Regions from separate parts of the Gasterosteus aculeatus genome. Here region 1 is linked to region 2. The links are chromatin contacts, called in public Hi-C maps. All regions are on one chromosome and are shown on one strand. The core of a region is the stretch at or near the end of the contact, and the rest is flanking DNA. Distances in the headings are between cores, read along the strand shown. Region 1 holds the start of znf704 (zinc finger protein 704). Region 2 overlaps tpd52 (tumor protein D52).

Region 1 (7,098 bases), core at 1,597-4,096, 35 kb after region 2:
AGGACAACAAAAGAAGCGGCAAAACCAAAACAAGTCAACGCCTCCTTGCTGGCGGCGAGGGATCTGCCCGCTCAACGCACACTCGCACAGACCAACAAGTGGCATTCTGCCCCCCCCCACTCACCCCCACCTTTCAGAACATTGGGCATTTGTTTGCCGCACTTGGCAATGTGCCATGCATGCAGATTCTTTGCAGCACAACACCCGTTGCCATCGTGTGGGTAGCCCGCTTTATTGTATACAGCTGCTGCTCAAACGGGGCGGCGTGCCCTCACAAACAACACCCCCCCCCCCCAGTTAGCTCTTAACTCATCCAACAAACACATACACATGTGGGAGCAAGCACATCCATGCAGGGGGAAAACACAAGCCAGAGCCACGTGTACACACACACACACACACACACACACACACACACACACACACGCGTGCACAAGTCACCCCTCCTCCCCAATTTATGGCTTGTTTTCGACCTCAGCGGCGCTTGAGTGCTGGAAGCGACTTGACCGAGTGAAAAATAAAACAATGGTCCTAAGTTTGAAACGCATGTCCCACCACAGTTCTCCACGCAGGGCCGTCTCTTTTCTAAGGTTCTACACGCCAGTTTTTTTAAAGATTTATTTACAACTTAAGCTTTTCTGAGGAGATGAACTCCCTCCCTCTCTTGAATTTACATAAAGGTAATTCATGTGGTAAAGGTAAAATGTGAGCGGTCCAGCGGTTTGTGTGGTGACAAACAGCAGCCCAACATTTCTGTTTTGGTTGCTAAAATAAGACTTAAGAGAAAAGCCAGTAAGTTACTTCGACAATAGAAATGTAAAGCAAAGCACACGTCAGCGCAAATATGGCCACAAAACTACAGAAAATAGATTTGAAATCAGCAGACGAGCCATCGAAGGAGTAAACAAGCCGTTATTTGGTCACATGCATTCCTCCGTCACTCCCTCACTGTGAAAAGGACAACACACACACACACACACACACACACACACACACACAGAGACACTTCCCGTAAACCAAAAAACTATGTTTTTATCCAAGAGATGGATTTGCACAATGCATGCACACAATCTACATCTGAGGTTGGAGATGAAGCCAATTAGGTCACGCTAATTGGGCCCATATCAGGATTACACGTTTGGACATCCTCGTAAACGTCCCATTCTGCCTCAAACGTCACATCTATATTCAGGAGTTGCTAAACAATTACAGCCTCGTCGTGCAGAATGACTTCGCATGACGCCATATAATATTCAACAGGGCAACAAGCTGCAGCATTATCCATCTATGAAAATGTCCAAAACATGATACATCATTACAGTGCATTCGTGCAATTAATGATCCACTGAATTGTCTGCATTTGGACACGACATGTATATAAAGCCGCGCGCCGGGTCTCCACGCCAGTCCGAAAGGCTGCAGTCAGAGCGTTTGTTTTCCTCACCCTACCCTCCCACCGGCCCACATAAACATTGCGCAGGGCGCTACCGGGGCCTTTGTCTTAAATATAAATATAAATATATATATATATATATATATATATATATATATATATATATATCATCATGTCGCCAAATGTTACGACTGTCGATGCAATATGCAAACGCATGTGCAATATGTCTACGGTGAGCTGCTTTAGTCCCCGCCGGTTGGATGTTACATTGAGGAGCAGCAGCAGCATAAGGGTGGTGTTGGTGGTGGAACCGTTAAATCCGCTCCATACAAGAAGTGGTTAAACGCTGCAAAACAACGAGAGAAAAAAAAGCAGCGAAGCGCTGCCTGCCGGTCGGGACGCTCTCTCTCCACGCGCACGCGCGGCCACACGCACCTTCAAGCTGGACTTAAGCGGTCCTTTGGCTGCGGTGTGGTTGATCCCCGCGGCGATCTCCTCCTCGGAGAACTCCTTCAGGCTCCCGTCCTGCATGAGCACGGTGTAGACGCTGTGGCGGGCGCCGGCGTGCACGTCTCTGTTCTCCTGCTTGACAGCCTGCACCACTCCGGTCACCGGGGCGCCGTCCCCCGTCGGACTCGGCGCGTAAACGCGGCTGCCGAGGATCGACCGCTTCACCAAACGCCTCGTGTGCATTGTTTAAAAAGAAAAAGAAAAAACGAAAAAAAGTGTGTCTCACTAAACTCGAGAGCCGCGAGAAAAAAAAAACCAAACACGCTGTATTTAAACCCTCAAGTGTCGAATTCGAACCGGCAAAACAACGTCGAGAAAAACACGAGCCCGCAGCGCTCCGCCGGTAGAAGGTTAGAAGGCGGCAACATACTCGGGGGGGGGAGACGCTCCGAACGGCGGCCTACAATGAGCCGAACACGAGAGCACCGAAAACCCGAAGGAGCACTTTGGATTAGAGGAGAGAAGAAAAACAACGACAACACGGACGCGACTCGTTTTGCCGCTAAAAAAAATCCTCCACATATAACCGGCTACCAATCCTCATCCGCTCGACATGTTTGTTTTCCCAACTGCTCCCTGCGAGCTCGGAGGGCGGCGGGAAGACGCGGACCGGCGCCCTCGTCCCGGAATCGAAGTGACTTTTGCACACGACCGGAGGACGTCGCGGCTCAGTCGCGAGCTGGCGACCGGGGCGTCGAATAGCGGCGGCAGACGCGTCGAATGGTCTCGCTTCGCCGGTTCCGTGCGCGTCGTCGTGCCGCCGCACGAGCCGAAACCGGTCGAAAAACACGACCCTAGCGTGACTCCGGTCCGGCTACTGGGCGCTCCGGTCCGTGCTTTTCCCCGACCGAGCGGAGCCTCTACCGGCGGAATGCTGCCTGTAAACATGTGCGGTCCAGCGGCCAGGGCGGGCTGTGATTGGTCGGGGCAGCACACGCCTCCACAAGCCTCCACCGCTCCGCCCTCTCCTCCCACAGAAGGTAACGCGGGCCGGGGAGGATGCTACACTCAAAACAATGACGCAAGGATGGAGAGGGGACGAGGAGGGAGGGTGCACGGCAGAAGGGAAGAAGGAGAGAAAAGGGAATTGAGGCTACGGAAAATAAGTTTTTATGCCATAACCTAGTTGTTAAAGGCATGTCGCCTACTTTCCAGGTGCCATGGGAGTTCTGAATTACTATGATCTGTTTCTAAAATTAAAGTAATTAACTACACCGGTCTCGTTTTTGTGAATGTAATCAAAAGGGTTATTTGAATCATTTTATTTTTGAAATGCTGTTATTACTTGATTGTTATGTATGGTAATAGCCAACCCACATTTGAATCAGCCCCTGTAGATCATTCAGTTGATGATGCAATGAAGGAAAGTGCATCATGTTCAAACTAAATATAGCTGAGGTATGCAAATATGTATCAAATTCAAATATATAAAGGTGAGGCCAGCTTTGCCAGAAACACTGTGATACCGTTATTTGATGAGCCAGCAGTCAAAAATGTATTTTTACCGTAACAGTACTCACAGACACGCTCATGTAGTTATACTCTGTACTAAATAAAAAAGGTCTATATCTCCCAATATCATTCGAGTTGTTGCTCTCTGAGTAAGAAAGATGTAGCTGATGAATATCTCCCTTTTGATTGTAAAGTACGCAGTGGTGTGATAAATCAAGTTCAGCACTGGTCGCGATCATCGCCCTGCATGGCAGAGAGAATGCACCGATGTATCTTATCACAGGCACAAAAAGCCTCATTGACGCCAACCCACATGACGCCAACCCGCGTGGTCTTTTTTAAAATATCATACAAAGCATACACTCTTTCTAGATGACATCATCCCCAGTGAAAAGAAATACACAAAGACAAAATATATTATATATATATTTTAATAGAACAATTCATGTGATAAAATATTTACATGCAGAGAATGGAAACGGGAAAGATTGGTGACAGATGTGGCCATAGCTTCAAAAACAGGCTTTGTCCTGTGATCAAAGGCCTGTGTCACCATGCGGTCGTCTGCTGGTTGCACGGGGAACAAATGGTCCCATCGTGGGAGTAGCAAAGCTAAAGGAGAGGCAGCAGCGGAGCATCTCCGAACCTCCCACATTCCCACGTGTGGCTGTTTCTATGACCAAGACAGACAACAGAATAGCTAATTGTTGTGTGTTTGGTAAAAATTCAGCATTAACAGCTAATTTGATTGGATCATTTCCTCTAAGGTCATTGACAGCATTCTTTAAAACCCATTATATCTAAACAATGGAACCAAAGATGTTACCCGGCCGCATCATTTGGTAGCATCAGTGTAACATCATATTTCTTTAATAGGTTTTGTTCATTAAATACTTGAATACTGGATTGTAGCATTGTTGGGCGCATGTCTAATGAAATATAGACGAAGGCTGGAGATGCTCTGATATTGGATGTGATTAGAACGGTTGAAGCACATCTTTCTGCAAAGAGGAGAGATACTGTAGCAGTGAAATACATATTTACAGCAAAACGCATTGACCCTGTTGAATTTGAAAACAAACATCAAACAGTATTGACACAGTAAAAAACAAAGTACCACACTCCATTTGTCTTAAAATACACGTACCAAAACATTGTACCATATTTCTGACATTTCATTGGTTACTACTTCTCAGGGTTCAAAAGGCTATTTGACAACTTTGAGTAATAATAAGATTTCTTTTAAAACCATTGGACGGTTTTCCTTAAAACAATGCAGACATCAGTGCTCTTAGCAGATACATTTTAAAATGATACCACTCTGGACATTGTACAAATAAGTAAAAGCTTACATAAACCTTCCAGCGAGTAGCAGTTGATTAAGAATAGTGCTCCTATACAAGCCGTAGTTGGCATGTCGTCAGTACAAGCTACAAACACAGATATGGTTTTCTCATAGTGCTACAAGTAAGTTAAAAAGCATAACATATTTAAATTGTGCAGGGCTATAGCGGGATTGTGACAAAGCTTTTGTGAAGCTGTATGTAAATGCAGTACCGTGATATTAAACCTTGTGCTTAAAAATCATCCGGGACACCAGCTGAGGGCTGCATACGGTACCAAGAGTCGGCTCGAAAGACCACGAAACCCCCAAAGTACACTTTGCCTTGTTTGTTTGCTATGTCCTATCATCACATTTTAACACATCATTTGTGTAGAATCCTGTGCAAAATGAAAAAAAAGAAAATATTTTCACATATGTTTTTTTTTTTAACAATGAATTCTTAAAAAAAAGTTAAAATCATTGGAAAGTGTACCTTTTTCTCTGTCCTTTACACACAAACACTTTATTCTCTAAATAAAATGTCTAGAAACTTCCAGAGAAGCCTATTTAATTGTCTCTCCCAAAGATACATTTACACAACAACATACATCCTTAAATAAATACAAAATTCACCAAATAAATTGCCATGGTCCATAGAATGTATAAAAATGCTTACAAAATGTATTGTGAGACCGCGTTGCTCCGCTTAGCTCTCGATTGCAGTGAAATGTATGTAGCAGACAAAAGGTTTTCCATTCTATTTCTAACAAATAGTCTCCACTACCTATTCGGTCACAGATGAGACTTTCTGCTCTCTGTGACGGTGCACAGTGACGGTGCTGCTGAACCTCGCGCCGAATAGCAGGAAACGCACCATCTGACACTTCAATACGACGTGACACTGAGTCAGCTAGAGAAGCTAGAACCACACTAGCAGCTGCAGAAGAGGCATACAAATAATCACCTTCATAAGTACAGTAAGTGCATGAATTTCATCATTATATGGCACAGAATTATTTTTTTATATCGCAGGCACTGATTGTGTTCTCAGCTAACCATTTGCTGCAAGTTGGTTCTGATTTGATATTTATATTATTTGGATTTCTTTTATCGAGTGATGTTAAAAGTCTCCAGGACTGTTGTCAAAAAGGGAAAAGAGGATTTTAATGATGATCCAAAGTGCAATCATTCATATGATTAATGCCCACTGACTGAGGGACTACCGTCCAGCTTCTGTCAGGGCTACCGGTACCAATGATATTCGCCTGATAAATTAAAAGTCCAGATATGACAAACCGTACCCACGCTGTAAAGCGGACACGTTGATGATGGATGCCGCGGCGAGCCGTTCTCTGGCCAGCTTCCTGTCAGGTTCACGGCACTGCAGAGAAGTCAGCGAGGAGGCGTCTCCCACAGCTCCACAGGTGAAGACAACGGAGGGGGGCGGAGGAATTTAGAGGCGGGACGTTTCCCGGCCCAGGCCCAACTCCCCGACGCACTCGTAGTCGTGCTCTGCCTTGGCGGCGTCCGACCCTTCTGCCCCCGGACCGTCCCAGTGGTCATCGTCCGGGCTTCCGGCCTTCGGGATGCGGATGGTTTCGTAGCCGGGGTCTGCGCGGTCCGACGCGGGGTCTCCCCCCTGCCGGGACTCGTCGTCGGGCTGGCCGTAGATGTCTCGGACGGTGGCGTAGAGGTCACTGGAGGATGAGGCCGGGACGAGGCCTTTGAGCTCTGCGATGCTGCTGTAGTCGTGCTCGTTGTCCTCCTCGTTCTCGGCAACGTCACCGTTGGTTTTGCGGACCATAGAGTACACTGCTGACTGAGGAGCAGAGGAGAAACACGGGACTTTCCCTTCATTTCTACACTGACAGAGTAAAGCGCTGCTGTCCCGAGGGAGAGAGGAGCCGGTAGTTTGAGAAATAAGGGAGTTTAACACACACTTACCTCATTGTCTGACAGAATGTGGTTGTCGAACCCCAGCGCAGGAGACAGAGGGGAGTGTAACTGGAGGAGGAAAGAACAAAAAGGTGGATTTAGATATGGTTCATAGTGGGAGAAAAGACTGAGGGCAAAATCAGATGTTGAAAACTATGAAGCGGAGGCTTACTCTTAAAAGCGGCTGCATTTGAGGGATTATCCCACATTTGTATTTGGTGGCAAGTTCCAGTTATAAAAAGGAATTTATAGAGTTTAAACGGTTTGTCGTACTATAAAAAGCATAAAGTTCTGACACTAAAAATTAATGTTGCAACAAAGTGGATCCAAACAATGTTGAGGGAATGTGACTGAGAAACAGTTGCAGTTCTCCTTGATCTTTATCATCAAAACCGGTGGGCAAACCATTGACACTTTTTCAAAAACACGACCAGCGCCGGAGAATCTCTTTGAGAAACCTTGAACTTGGTGAACGATTAATAAA
Region 2 (7,081 bases), core at 2,217-4,716:
GCTCCTCTTTTCCTTCATTCTGCAAAAACTCTTTGCACCTTCTCAGTAGAACAGAATAGAAGGGGATCACATTAAAGCCCACGGTGTGTGTGTGCCATTTAACAAAACACAACCTCTGTAAATACAGTCGTATCCTACTCTCACTTCCTTGTCTGCACCTCCACTTCCAAGCGTGTCGGAACAATGCCGGTCTGTGATGTTATTTATTTATGTCTCCTTCTTTCACAGGAATGCTCAAACCTTCAAGTCATTTGAGGAGAAAGTGGAGACGTTGAAGGTAAGCGATCAGGAACTCAGACATGCGCATTATTTTGCAACAGGAATATTGGGTTATAAGACTGGTCACTTTAAATAATTCATTTTAAAATTATTTTTAATAGGATGTTTTGTGTGAAATTTTAATTCCATTGATGTACCCCCCCCCCCCCCCCCCCCCCTTCAGACCAAGATGAGTCCGACCCCGTCCACCGGTGACCCCGGACAGGAGGACAGCGACGACCCCACCGGCGACACTTTGATCCCTCAGCCCGACGGCTCGGCCACCCAGGAGACGCCGACCAACTGAGGCCCTCGTGACCCCCCCCCCCCCTCTCCCTTCCCCCCTCCCTCCCTCCCCACCCTAAACGCTTATGTGCCAGTCCTCCTTTATTTGAAACAAGTGACTCCCCACAGCTAGTGATCTAATTGTCTGCTCAACACGTGCGCTCACTAGTTGACTCGGGTGGTAACTGAAAGCATGGGACAGGGGCAGGAAGGGGGGGGGACACGTGTCCATCGTATATACTTGAGTCTGCTGTGGGAGAATCCCTCCCTGCTGTATGCTTTTCTTTTTCCTCCTCTCGCATTCCTTGTCTCTCCGCTTTGGTCCGACACGCCGAACATGCTGCTGGATCTTTTATCAAACTTCTGTCTCATATTTTTGTTGGAGTGTAGAAATTTGCACAGGTAAAGAAATATTACTAACATGATGATGATGATAGACATGGATTTATACATAAAGTTCTTATATCACCTGTTGTGTCGGCCTACATTTGGGGCCTGACTAGTTTACTATGGGTCACCAGTTTGATTTCCGTTTCCTTTGTGACCGCGAGGCGTCTCAAAATTAAAATAACAAAGTAGTACGACGCTGTGTTCACAATATGAACGGATGGCTTTATTTTGTGTAATGTCGGTACAACACTGTGTATACTTAAACCCACAGCACTGTGCCTCTCAACCACACAATAAACCGAGGCCCATTCTCCCCCATTGTTAAAGAGTCCGTCAGAAATTGATCTCCACGTTCAGACAGTTGCAGAAAAACCGCCAAGATCAGCAGAACGGCGGCAGAGCAAACAAGCAGTGAAGGCTCAGCCTTGACCCGAGGTGAGAGGAATAAATCTCTCTCCCAGAGTCAATATTTAAACTCGTGTTCATTGGTTCTGCCGGGAGCGAACACCTCGTCGCTCCCATTTCTGTCAGCCATCTGAAAAGGGAGGCAAGGCCGTTACTTGTGCACATAATCACAGTGTGAAAGAACAGGGGACGAGTATGACATCATTCTTTTAGCCACGGACGAGTGTGTCTACAATGAATGTGTCCCCCTGTGTGTCCTTTGACCCGGACTGGAGAATCTTAACAACTCTAAAACTTTGACCAGACATTCACGGCCTTCTCAGGAGGTTCATTGCTAAATACCTGCAGAATGAATGACACCGTCCCATCGGCCTCGGCTGTGTTTTGCTAATTAGCATTTAGCAATTAGTATGCTGACCTGCGGGAGTGAGATGGTGAACATTGTAAACATCACATCTGCTGACCATCAGCATGCTATTGTTTTTGCGAGCGTGATAGCGTGCTGACGTTAGCGCTCGGCTCAACGCACCGCTCTACCTAATGCGGCCTCGGCCAGCTTAGAGCGAGAGCTCGGCACTCCCAAATGTCCTGTCCGGACAAGTTTCTGGAGGGATTGAACAACATGATCAACATCGAACTGCTGGATTTACAGTATAAGATCACCATAGTTGCCTAACATGCACAGAGCTACTGAACAAAGCGTACAGAGTCAATTTGAAGACACTCCGAGGGACGACACTCGTCCTGCTCGGGCTGGTTCAAGTCTTCACCTGCTGGTGGACGAGGGGGAACAAAACATGCAGGTGAAATCAGCTCCACCACTTTGCTGCGCTGCACTTGGCCACACTGGCTGTGTATCAGCACACAGGAAGAACCACCGCATACAGGCACGGCGGCGGGGGGGTTCTGGTGTTAACATACATACCATTTCCACCCACCGTGACACAATGTGTAGTTGTGCAATGCCTCATGTCTTCACGTACGCAATGACCTGGTTTACTGAGAGAAGTTAATACTTTTTGTCTCAGACAGGAGGGTTCAACGTGGACACATGCTCAATTCTGTCCTCAATTTGGAACCTTATTCCGAGTTAACCGGTGTGCTGGTTTGGAAATGGCTTGGTTTGTTTGACTGAAAGGTGGGGTTTCCCCAGTGCGACATACTGCTGTGGATTTTACCTTTTTTTTGTATAACACACCAGTGTGTCGAAAACAGGAAACGCATTTAAATTGACTCACAAAAGGATACAAAACACAGCCTTGTTGAACTGCAGTACCTTCTGTGAACACAGGAGGGCAACAGAAGCTACACTGGACTTTTATTTGTCTCCATCCAGACCACACCTGGACCCTGTATCAGAGGGTTTTCTTTAAACTTCTTACTTAGTTATAACCTCGAGATGACCCTTCTGCAACAAAACCTGAGTGTGTCTCCGTGGTGCCAGACGAGCAGTTTTATTTTCTCATTGCATCGTTAATTGCATTGTAATGTCACTTTAACTTGTAAAGACAAGTATGACGCTCATTCATGACGGATTGCATTTAACATTGTTACAACTGTTTCAATGAACTGCATTTGCCAAAATAAAATGAAATAAAGCAACTGAATGCTTTTGAGCTGTAATCCAAATATTTATTTAAACACATATTTGTGAATTGGATCATGAGTCATGTCTCTGTCTTTGATCAATTTATCTTTTTTCATTTTCAACCATTATTTTATCTTCAGTTGTTTTGGTACATATAAATAAAAAAAATATATATATAATAAAATACGGTTTCCGCTGCACCCTCTCCATGCATAATCATATTCATTATAATATATGATAAAACTATTATATTCGGACATCTTTACAACAGTTATAAAACCCGAGACTTACTTTAAATAAAACATCACCAGACACCGTGAAAAGGACCGCGTCAACGTCACGGCGATGGCAACGCAGTAGTTCCGGACTTTCTATTGTAGAGAAGTCAGTTTTTTTTAGTAGTTACTCACCTCTCTGAATAACACACCGACGCCCTCCACAATCTGCTGCCGGTTCATCTCCTGCACTCCACCCAGTCCTCCCCGCTCCTCCGTCCCAGTAGAACCAGTGCAGTAGAAGCTAACGTTACAGTAGTTAACTTAGCGTCTCGAACCCTTAGCATATGACGTTAGCATGTTAGCCGAGCCCTTTACTGTAAAAGCGCGAGTCACATAGCGGACGTCTCACTTTGTGCTGGATAGTTGTTGAACTATGCAGAAGTAAGTTTCAGTACTGCTAAAAGAAACTTCACCCCGAACGTGATGCTTCTTTTGTTTTTTAAATGGACTTTAAAGGCAAACGCGTTTATTTATGTCTATTTCCGGGTTGCCAGCGCGCGGTGGGAAGGCGCGACCTCTAGTGGCTGTTTTATGTGTTGCAACAATAACCAGTAACTACAGCTTTCAAGAAGGTATATATAATATAAATATTCAAAATGTTGGAGAGTAAAAACTAAAAGTATAGCATTTAAATACAAGTCAAAGTAACTCACACATGTACTTATACATAGTATTATTATAAAAGTAACAAAAAATACCTTTGTATTGTCAGGTGTTATGAAATAAAATATTGAATTATTCTTTGAACTCCGGGGAGGTGAGAAAAGCACCGTGACAACGGCTAACAAACAGCTGCCAAAAACCCCTTTATTCAGTTAGAACCAGATGTCTCCAGATTCGTCCAGTTACAAAGATGACTCTGGAGAAGTCTTAACCGTAAACACAGAGTCAAACAACAGCACCAGAAAGCAATTTGTCAGAAAACACCATTTACAACAATAACACAGAGAGATCGGCTAAGAAAGAAACTGGTACAGGGTTAACAGTCAGTGTGTGTTGGTTCTTATTTAAAAAAGACATTAAATAGAATTTATTACATCATACTGTAGAAAAGAATATTAGAGAACGTCATTGTTGCAAGTATATTTGTGACAGATATTGCAAGTTTTGTGAAGTTTATAGACAATAAAGAATCTCTTGTTTGTTATATGATGAAGCAGGCTTTGTTTTAAATGTGCAGAGAGAGAACATTCAGTTCAAACATGGCTTAGTTTGTGTGTAAGATTAGAAGGCAAACAAAAAATGTCTTTGCATCACCCCAAACAGTTCATACACACGTTGATGTAAAGGAATCTTAGGTATCCGAGGGGGATTCGCCTTAATGCAGTGAGTTACAGGAGAGGGTTTATGCCACTTTGACTAAAGACAATAGATCCAAAGCATAGTCCATATGAAATGCTGGCTGTTGCCCCCGGTTACCGGTCCGTGTGCTAACCGAAGCTAACAGATTTACCAGCTTCGTCTTCAGCATTCAGACATGAGCGTGGCATCGATCTTCTCAACTGACTCAGCGCGACAAATATGCTGATTTCTTTTTTTCAATTACCTCCCTCAGAGCCAGAACAGCGTCTTCATGCTAGTCCAAGCAAACTGTCTCAGTGGACACCTTGAATAACTGTATTACCCTAAATTTCTATCTATTAATTTAAAGTTGAATCTCTTTGCAAAGGGCGGGGAGTCATTTGTGGGTTCATCTACAATATCCACACGTAACCAGGGTCATGCAGTTGAACGTTCCTGTTTGTTCCTCTTGGTAGAACAATGACCTTGGTGACCTCCGGCTGGGAGAGGATTCAGTTGTGGTGCAAAAACACATCATTTTCTCAAATGATTCGCTAACCCCAAAACCAGACCCTCCTGTCCCAGCAACAGAAACTCTCTTAATCTGGAGTTTTCAGAAGAAAAATTAAATCTGTATTCTTTTACACGGATACAAACGTCCCCTCCGCGTTGAACCCCCCCAGCGCCCCTCGCAGCAAAGGGAAGCTACCAATTTCATGGCCGGCAACGATTCTGATCAACTGAGGTCACAGCTGGAGTCTGTGCACACGGGCACCTTTTCGACCCCCCTCATCAATTATTCAATGATTCGGACGCAGACGCACACGAAAACAGCTCCCTGTGCTCCTCTAAGACGGAAAACATCTTCTGGGAGCCCGAATGCAGCCCGAAAAAGCAGCTCTACGGTCACTGTGTCTGATGTAACACGCACTTGTGTTTTGCATCACAATCTGTGGGCTCCATCCGATCATGTGATGGGCGGTGACGCTCTGCAAGATGCCCGCGGCGAAGACGACGAAGGACAATGAACTCTGGTGTGAAAAGCAGCACGGGGGATTATCGCCATTCTATGATAACACACTAGTTGATAGTGCGTGAGGTACGACAGCTTGTACATTTAAATGTGCATTAATGGCTGCAGGAATGGCTTGTTCAGGGTGTACGGGGGTGCACACACACACACACACACACACACACACACACAAATGCAGGGTGAGCTTCCACACTCACACTTTGCTCACACACTTTAATGCTACACCGAGCAGATGGGTGATGCCTCAGGAGGTAATGTGAAACACACACTCCATAGTCTAAAGCTGCACACACACACACACACACACACACACACACATGCATTTGTTGCTATCAACTCCTTGGCAGTGCTGTGTGTTTTGGACCAGCCGCCCTGGAGGGATGCAAGCGGCTTCCACCAGCTTTCTCTCTCTCTGTCTCTCTCACATCAGCACAGGACGAGACCTGAAGCCACGGGGACATATGTCGAGTCCCCGATGACATGATCTAACACAGTTGGCTTTCGCAGCTCTTTCACTCATGTGTGTGTGTGTGCGTGCGTGCGTGTGTGTGTGTGCGTGCGTGTTAAAAAAAAGTTTTTTTTTAATGAAAAATAAAACACAGGCGACAAACGTTTGCGGCCGAGATATTTAGCTGCATATTCAAAACGCTCGCTTTATAAATTCTGCTTGATGAAGGATGCGGGCAGACATGAATGTTGCAGTTGCTGGAGAGGTGCATTTAGAAAGGGGGGAGGCCCGTGCCCACCTCCAAACACGAGGTGTCCTCCACCTTTTCAGCACAGAATGATAAATGTCAGAGCACTCCTCCTTCCTCAACCTTCTGCAAAACGAAACTTTCTCTCACAGCGTGTTTAGATATTCATATATTTGAGGTAAATGGCACAGAGTGGAGATGACAACATTTGGGGAGATCACTAGTGAATTTAGCCGTTGCGGTGTATCAATGTGCCAGCGTGCACTTCTCTGCACCTACTGAGCGCCGCATTAAAAAGGCCAAAACATCAGAGGGATGAAAGCTAATCAGCATATTTACCCAAATGTCAAACTTCTCCGTGAGATCTACGATTCAGTTTACAGGCTGGAAACACACATATCAAACGCCGGCAGGGAATCACAGGTGCTTTTGAAAAATTTGTACGTAATTGAAAACTCGACTTCGACTTGAGAATAATACAGAGGCACAAATAGATCACATTTATCTCAGAGTTTCCTTGTTTGCATGCACATGCAGTATTAAAACCCAGTTAGACAGAGCACATTAGTATACACACTAAAATTCCAGTAGGACAGTGGTCCAGTTCTTGAGGTCTCTGTGATTGTAATTCGGTAAAACAGCCAATGGGATGGTCCGGTTTACAGAGAGGGCGGGTCTCTGCGTTGCATAATCAAGTTCAAAGTGAAGGAGCTGTAGCTGAAGTGCTCTTAAAACTTAGTGTTCTGAATAATCACATCACAGGAGTGGTGAGATTCTCATTTATCTACAAGCCCTCGAACAAAAGGGAGAGCAGAGGAGGTGAAAAAAAAAAGAAACATACACACATCGAAATCGTTTACAAGTTACA

What was found. Hi-C and Micro-C count contacts between places; a contact is called where the count stands out from the background.
Region 1: a contact with region 2 is called in a Hi-C map of whole body, with 3 times the contacts expected there. The contact joins the promoter of znf704 here to the enhancer-like site in region 2. A contact is called at or near these places in 5 of 6 Hi-C or Micro-C datasets (liver, skeletal muscle, tail fin and 1 more).

Annotation. Positions count from the first base shown.
Region 1 is chr10:7,085,404-7,092,501 of fGasAcu3.hap1.1, forward strand. znf704 (zinc finger protein 704) reads right to left here and starts at 2,847. Exons shown (of 9, transcript XM_040188985.2): 1 at 1,829-2,847. The coding sequence starts at 2,086. pag1 (phosphoprotein membrane anchor with glycosphingolipid microdomains 1) reads right to left here. Exons shown (of 10, transcript XM_040188988.2): 9 at 6,624-6,683; 10 at 3,769-6,498. The coding sequence ends at 6,133.
Region 2 is chr10:7,050,090-7,057,170 of fGasAcu3.hap1.1, forward strand. It overlaps tpd52 (tumor protein D52), which reads left to right. Exons shown (of 6, transcript XM_078081396.1): 5 at 229-277; 6 at 443-2,945. The coding sequence ends at 565. Among protein-coding and RNA genes, the nearest start is that of tpd52, 13 kb to the left of the region's middle. Within about 2 kb of position 3,467, at least 8 of the 9 cell types and tissues checked have open chromatin away from gene starts, as enhancers often do. A contact at or near this core is called in liver, where this site is marked.